Regions from separate parts of the Rattus norvegicus genome. Here region 1 is linked to region 2. A link is a contact called in public HiChIP or PLAC-seq data. All regions are on one chromosome and are shown on one strand. Each heading gives the region's core, a stretch centred on a gene start, on an enhancer-like site or on the middle of the called end of the contact. The rest is flanking DNA. Distances are from core to core; before and after follow the strand shown.

Region 1 (4,097 bases), core at 1,136-3,635, 140 kb after region 2:
AATTATGCTGTTCTAGCAAAGTGGAGAGATGCTTTGTGAAAATACTATGCAAGCTGCTAACAGAGGGGAGCAATTAGACAATCCTAACCAGCCACAACACCTAAGAACCACAAAAATCACCAGCACGGCAGGAGACGCACGAAAGTACAAGAAGTAGCCCGCACACTTCAGTGGCGACCGACAGTGGTCTAATTGGACATAAGGTCTACTCAAGAGGAGGCACGGTATGCCTGGTACTGGAAACCGAGCCAGCCTCTCTGAGCTACTGGGGATATGGATCTTAAAGAGAGCATTATAACGATTAATTACCCTTTTCTACTGAAAACTAATATCCTGAGAAAATTTACTCTCTACTCCCAGTAAACTATACAGATCCCTCTTACACAAATCCCTTGCACTCAAACTCTTTCAGAATGCAGCCACACCTTACATTGCCTCTTTAATTTCCAGGGTAGTCCAACCTCCCTCCCATCAGCTTTTGTTTTCTCTCTTTGCTTCTCCCTAGCTCCTCCTCTTACCTCTTCTACTGTTTTGAACTTGGACTTCTGATTCAAAGAGCTCCAGGTTATGAGGATGCCATTCTTCCTTTGCCCTCTGCCTCCTGAAAGCCTGCTTGACCTAGCAGGAAGCAGGTCTATGTTTAATATTAGAGGTTCCCAAGCTGCTACAGGCTTCTCTTATTTCTCACAGCTTTCCCTACTGGTCTAGAAAGCAGCTTTGTGGAGCTTCTACCCGTGTGCCTCGATGTAGATATACTTCTAGTCTTCATCGGACAGAGGCAGGGAAAGGAGAACTGGGCCTCTGTTAGCACTAGGAGCTCCAGCTTGTCTGCAGACAGCTTTAGTTTTTGCTGAAGAGCTTGGACATTGCATCAGACACTCTATTCCCATCCTGCTAGAACCGTATTCCTCTCTCTGCACATCATTCCAAACCGCTTACTCCGTCTTCCCTCACAGGAGCCTCTTTTTCCCAGTGAGAAAACTAAATGGGCTTTACTACATGAATTATTAATTTTCCTTACCTGTTTCCCACTCTCAGTCTCAGGCACGACATCCCTGAGCATCTGCAGATGCCAGAAATGAGTTTCTCATACTAAGTGGATTCCGAGGTCTTTTGAATAAATATAAGTGAGGAACACACTGTCAGAATGTGATGGACGGGTGATATGCTACTTCCTGGTCAATATTGCCTTTTCGGCCTACAGTGGAAGCTTGCAGCTGTTGTCTATGGCAACTCTCCAACTTGTTGAATCGCCTCCTCCTTTCCTCTTGTTTCTCTTGTGTGTCTAGGCAACTTACTCTTCGTGCATTTTCCTAAACAAAACAAAGGAAGCTACTGTTGGTGTTTCTGTTTGCAAAGGCCATGTGTGGGAGAGAGGTACCCAATTAGAAGAAGATCCTTGCCTTAGCAATCCTGGGCATGGATACACTGCACTCACTGGGGGCATTGGTGTCACCCAGCCTCAGCACATTCTGCACTGGGGAAATTTCATCCCGTGCTCTAAACCATCGCATGCTTACCCAGAGTGTTGCAGGTAGAGGTGCTTTACGAAATGCTATAAATATTCATGGTTGATTATTGGTTAGCCACACAGAACATCTGACTGGATGGGGACAAGTTTAGCAGGCATTGCTATCAGAGGGGATCCTGTTTCAAAAACAGGGCTCCATCTGTAGTAACACTTGAAGGAAATAAGTGACAATCTGTGGAGGGAAAGGAGGAGCTCCTGTGCCTGCTCTTCCACAGAGAAGTGACATCACTAAAGGGGAACAGGACTTCATGGAAGCCTGACTTGTTCTGGTCAAGTCTCAGCAGTTATCCAGCTAACCGCATGTTAATCAGGAGGCCATTCTGCCTGTCTGCGAGGCCTCGGTAATAAGTGGAGGTAAATAGCACTTCAGGAGTTATTTATTGTTAGGAATTATGCTGTGAAGGTCACAAGAAACCATATAGACATGCAAGTGCCATCAAATGGGAGTTCGCCTGGCTGTTAATTTACCCGAATGGAGTATCAGACACAGAGAGGTAGATGGGCACACAAGAAAAACGCCAGCCAGATTCTTTCTTTCAGAGATTTCCTTCCAGTGACTGCATTTCTGTATACATCACTTGATTCTCAAAGGGATGTGAGATGAGGCTGTTTTCCAGAAAGAAAGGGCATCTGTACATTTGGGTAAAATGCCCAGTAGAAATCCAGGCACGATGAAAAGGAGGAGGACCTGGGAAGAGGGGGAAATGTTCAAGAAAATACCAGCAGAGGAAAGTGACAATAATTACACATAAAACCCGTGCGCCAAGGGACCTTGCTGGCGTTCTCTGTGGAGCTTGACTCGCAGGACTCTGCTTCCTCCTGCCGCCCAAGGATGCTGGGTTGAGAGAGAAGACCGCCACCTGGTGGCTATCGCAGGGTGCAATTTCAGCTCACTTGGCTGGGTGAGGATTGCAACTGGACTTTGTAGAAGAGCAAACAGGGCAGAGAACAGAGCTGAAGCACATCCTGATGCAAGTGTCACAGCTGGAAGACAGGGCCCAGAGACAGCCTCCCAAGTTATCTGAGGTTCCTGGCCCCCATCATCCTCCTGCCACCAGTGCTTCAAAGGACGAGGACAGAAGTTGAAGACACCCCAACCATCAGAAAAGCCCTCTGTGGCACAGAAAGAACATTGTAGCTTAGGATGGGGGAGAGGGCATCTCAGTCCTAGGGATTCTCTGGGCTTTAGAATGAAAACCTGAGAGTCCCTGAACAATGGTCAAGTAATTTTCTTTTTCCTGCATTGCATTTTGTACCACTTAAGGCACTCGGCTCTCCTCGGATGAGCCTGCCAGTGGGAAAGGCAAGCAGGCCCCTGGTGCTAGCAGCGGGAGCTGGAGAGAGAGGTGGGATGAAAGGGCCTAGGGAACCTTATTAATAGTTAAGTGGACAAGGCTGATAATGGCATATCTTTTTATTGGCCCCACAGATAAGTTATAATACACAAGCTTGCAGGCAGCTCCTGTGATTTGCATTGATACAATTCAGGCTGAGGTTTTCATTATACAGCAGGGATGATTCTGGAGCCTGAGTTATCAAAGGCAGTGAAAGGAGCTGGCGAGCTATCTCACTTTCTCTGTGTGCCTATTCATTAATGGTTAGTAAGGTGCTTTGTCCTGGGTGGTATTGGGTGTTTCACAGTGAACCATTAACAATTTGAACAGTTTCATACATATGTCTTATTGATGTATAAAGTCCTTGCAACCTAGGCTTTTCTTCCCCTTCTCTTGCTGAATGAATTCTGCTTTGCTGGGGTTTGTTATAAAACCAAGTGGCACTCTCTATGAGGACAGGGATCTTGCAGACGAACCAGGACTGGTGAGGCAAAGCCCCGGGAAGCTGACAGAGGGAGAGTAGGTATTTAAAAAATCACAAGTAAGCAGAAGTTGACTTTTGTTTTGTTCTTCTTTAAGTAAGCCTACAAGGTAATAGACAGCATTATGGAATTTTTTGAATAAAGTGAATTTAATTATCTTTTCCTTCCCCGTTATCTCCCGAGTACTCCGACCCATGGTCCCCCTTTGTAAGCACCCCCAAAGTCTCCTTCCTGTTTTTATGTCACCTATGTCTTTTTTACACTCCCCCATTTCCAAAAGAAGTTGTTGTTATTAGTCAAATGTTGGAAAGAGAGATGAGTTTGTTCCCAGTTGATCCTCATGGGGAAACAAGGGAGCCCCTGTGTTTCACAGGAGGCAGCAAATGATAGCCCTGTTTCCAGGGGTGATAGGAAGAAACTTTGAATAAATGGTCTGTGCCCTGAAAGTCAAGAGGACAAGCAAAATAGATTGTGAGGAGAGGGCTATGTGACACAGGAGGACAGAGGTGGGAGACACACAGACGTGGTCAGCAGCTGACAGTAAGGACTCAGAGGTTGAGAACAAAGGAGCTGGGGCAGCGTTTCCTGGCTGAAAATGGGAGGAATGAAAGGGATCCGACTTAGAAAGCAATTATATCTGATTGCAGTCAGGACATTGCTTCCAGCTCACTCCTGCCCATCACTTCCCGGGATCAGGGCAGGGGCATGGAAAGATGATGTCAGGCTTTGGATCACACGCCCTGATCCTCA
Region 2 (3,564 bases), core at 584-3,083:
ATTTTACATCATTATAATAAAGGTGTATTCTGATATCTCTGATGACTGTGGCTCCCTAGCATTCATTATTTAATTGCTAGACATTTTACTATCAGCTCACATGGTGTTATCTAAATTAATTGTGAACTTTAATATATGTGGATCTAAAAAGGAAATCAACCTGCTCCTTAAAGGAGACACAGAAACCTGAATAGACCAATTTTATGTTAACAACCTAATATCCTTCTGTAGTTAGGAACAAATCTGAATGTTTAGGAAGATGTTCCTTTCAGCTGCTTCTAAAGGCCTCTGAATTGTGACAGCCTTCTGTCAGGTGATGAAATGAGAATGGTTTTATTCAATTGTCTCGTGATTGTATTTCTAAATTAATTTCGTGGCAGTTAGAGTCAGAGGCTGTAAGAAAAACTCTCAGCTACGGTCTGAACAGCCAGGGCTCTGTATTCTGGCCTTAAATGATTGCTGACAATCCTTTCTAGGGCCACGAGGAAATGTGATCAAGGAAAATGTCATGGCTGTTATTAACATATCGATGTTTAAAGGAGGCTAGGGTCATCCAATAACTATTGGACTGATGTGAGAGGGCAAGGAAATTAAAATCCAGACCCTTTTAACATGGGTCAGAACAAAATAATTATTTGGCAAAATGTCATAATAATTAGCACACCAAATAAATGATAAGCACTCATGTTTTCTGAGTGCCTCTTACCCTGCCGCCACTAAATTAGGAATGCTCGATCCATAGATGAGTTTTGTCCTTACACTGGGGATCTAAAGAGGATTATCTTGTCTTCTTGTACATGAGTCAACTTGACCTAGAGAGATTTACTAAGGTAAAAAATCAGGACTGCAGGGCCAGAAAGAGGTGGGATGCGGAATGATATTTGTTTTTTTAATTAGTGTATATTATATTATCTATGTAAAACAATGTGTCTCTGTGTGACATGTTTACATGAATATAATATACTTTGATTCTATTTATCCTTTATTGCCCTCTCGTATTCTTCCTTCCGATGGTCTCTTTCTTTTCTCAGTTTCAACTCTACCTTCATGTCTCTTTCTTTATAATCTAGATTTATGGGATCATTGATAGTAATTACTGAGGCTCAAGTGTGTATTATAACATTAAAATATGTACCTCTGTAGCAAAACTTGGAGTGGATTTCAGGGAGACTGAAAGTGGTCCAAATCATACTGCTAGTAAATTGCAGAGCTGGGATTGGTGCCAAGGTCATTTTAATTCCAAAACTTACGCTCTTTCTAACACATTGCATTCTACTGCCTACAAAGTCCTTTTTGTTATAATAAACAGCCTCCCTCAGGAAACAAACAACTATTTATCTGCCTAAGGTGCAGAAGCCTAGTTCTCTCTTCCCAATAGACAACACAGTAGATGTGTCTGGAAGGCATTTATTTGTCCAAAAATTGACATTTAAGACTCTGAGATAGAATTTAAAAGGGGGTTTCCATTTAGACATCTTGCCTGCCTGGAAGCTTGGACGCTCTCCAGCACAAAAGGACCTACTACATAGCATTCTGATCTAAAGTAATAACACATGGTGACATTATCCAGTGTCTTGGTGTGCAATGGTAAAGCTTACTAGCTCTGTTCCTACTTTACATTCTATACATTTCCATTCTCCTAGTATACATTGGATGGGCTTGCCCCTTTGGTAGAAAGTTTATTATGGCAAAAGATATTCCAGCCAGACAATCAGCACATTCTTCCTCAGATCCTAATATGTGTTTTCTTAGCATTTCTATTGGTGCTATAAAATACCAAGACCAAAAAGCAAATTGGGGAGGAAATGTTTATTTGGTTTATAATTCCATGTTGCTGTTCATCACTGAAGAAAGTCACAACAGGAACTCAAACAGGGCAGAGACCTGGAGGCAGGAGCTGATGCAGTGCCCCTGAAGGGTGCTGCTTACTGGCTTGGTACCCATGGCTTGCTTGGCCTGTTTCTTATGGCATCCAGGACCAGCATCCACCATCCACTATGGGTTGAACCTTTCTCTATTGATCACTAATTGAAGAAAATACAGCTGGAGCTAATGGACTCATTTCTTCAACTGAGGCTCGTTCCTCTCTGAAGGGTCTAGTTTGTGTCAAGTTGCCACACAAAACCAGTTGGTATATGTGTCAAACAGGGTCCTATGTCTTGATGTAGGCAATGGTTAAAGTTTGATGTGAAAAGGATTATGATGAAAGATTGCAGCCTTAGAGGAGGACATCTAATACAGCTTTAGATATTATAGAAGACTCCAGAAGAACTGTTTAATAAAACCCAGACAGGTAGGTAGGGTCAGAGAGGAAAGGTTGGGGATCATAGTGACTGGTGAATGTCCTGTCCAAGGAACAGTGTGATTGAATGACATGGGGTAACCAGAAAATACATATTTCAGTAGTACATCAATTTATTCGGCAGAGGTAGGCATGATAGGGATGGAAGGGATGTATGGGACGAAAATGTATTACTATTCCCAAGTACTGGGTCCTTCCTAGATACCGGTTTCCTTTGATTCTTCAACAAAGCAGCTTGATTTGTTTTTAAAGCTTTGTTTGGGATTGGTTTCTCCAACCCGGAACGTCATACGGCTTCCTTCAGTTTTCAGGATTGCTCTCTAATTGCTGTTTTGATCCTTGTCCGTTTGGCTCATTTTGTTCCACTACTCCCCCCTTTGAAAATGGAGGCCTATTAATACTTTATTCACACTGAAACTGCTGGGCCTAATTATCTGAACCCTGCAAAGACATCTGAAGAGACTGGCTGAGAGACGCACCGCAAGGCTTCACAGCTTCTCAGAGGCCCTGATTGCTCTCCGTACATCTCTCTCCTTCTGTTTTTGTGGGGATCCAACAGCAGTTTAGCTTTCCAGACTGTTGCTCACCACCATCCGACACCTGGAAGGAAAGCTGGCAGTGTCTCTAGTACTCAGCCTGATTCCTTCAAACTTATTGTCATCCGTAGGATGGGAAGGAGAGTAAACCACGCCTGCTGTGATGGGAACCCAATCCCATGTTTGAGTCTCTATTTTTTCTTTTCTCTTTATTCTTCTTTAATATATTATATTTCTACAGCAGTTTTCCCTCCATCCTCTCATCCTAGTTGCCCCCTCCATGTGCCCTCTTCCCAGATCCCTTTCTCCTCCGTTTCTCTTCAGAAAAGAACATCCTCACTCCAGGGTGGTCCACCAAATGTGGTATAACAAATGACAATAAGACTAGGAACAAACTGACATACCAAGGCTGGATGGGGCAACCCAGTAGGAATGAAAGGGTCCCAAAAGCAGGCAGAAAAGTCAGAGACAGCCTCTGTTCCTACTGTTAGGGGCCCACAGGAATGCACAGATCAGACCTATTCAGGGTCCCTGCTTATTGGTTAAGTTTCTGTGAGCCCCTGTGAGCCCTCTTGTCTGAGAACTAAAGGTACTTCCTACTTCCCAACTCTTGGCTCCCTGTCTTGGCTTCAAAATAAACCAATTCCTGCTTCTTCTTGCTCTCTGGATATTACTTTCTTCAATTCTTGTCAGAAACAATTAATGATAACTCCCCTTTCCTGCCTG

The links. HiChIP or PLAC-seq counts read pairs in DNA pulled down with a chosen protein or histone mark.
Region 1: an H3K27ac HiChIP or PLAC-seq map of oligodendrocytes shows a contact between it and region 2, with 5 times the contacts expected there. The contact joins two enhancer-like sites. A contact is called at or near these places in 1 of 12 Hi-C or Micro-C datasets (Schwann cells) and 1 of 1 datasets of contacts at active chromatin or transcription factors (oligodendrocytes).

The regions. Positions count from the first base shown.
Region 1 is chr8:34,848,341-34,852,437 of GRCr8, forward strand. It overlaps a transcript of Opcml not described here. Among named protein-coding and RNA genes, the nearest start is that of Opcml, 200 kb to the right of the region's middle. Within about 2 kb of position 2,386, at least 6 of the 93 cell types and tissues checked have an H3K27ac peak or open chromatin away from gene starts, as enhancers often do.
Region 2 is chr8:34,710,923-34,714,486 of GRCr8, forward strand. It overlaps a transcript of Opcml not described here. Among named protein-coding and RNA genes, the nearest start is that of Opcml, 340 kb to the right of the region's middle. Within about 2 kb of position 1,834, at least 1 of the 93 cell types and tissues checked has an H3K27ac peak or open chromatin away from gene starts, as enhancers often do.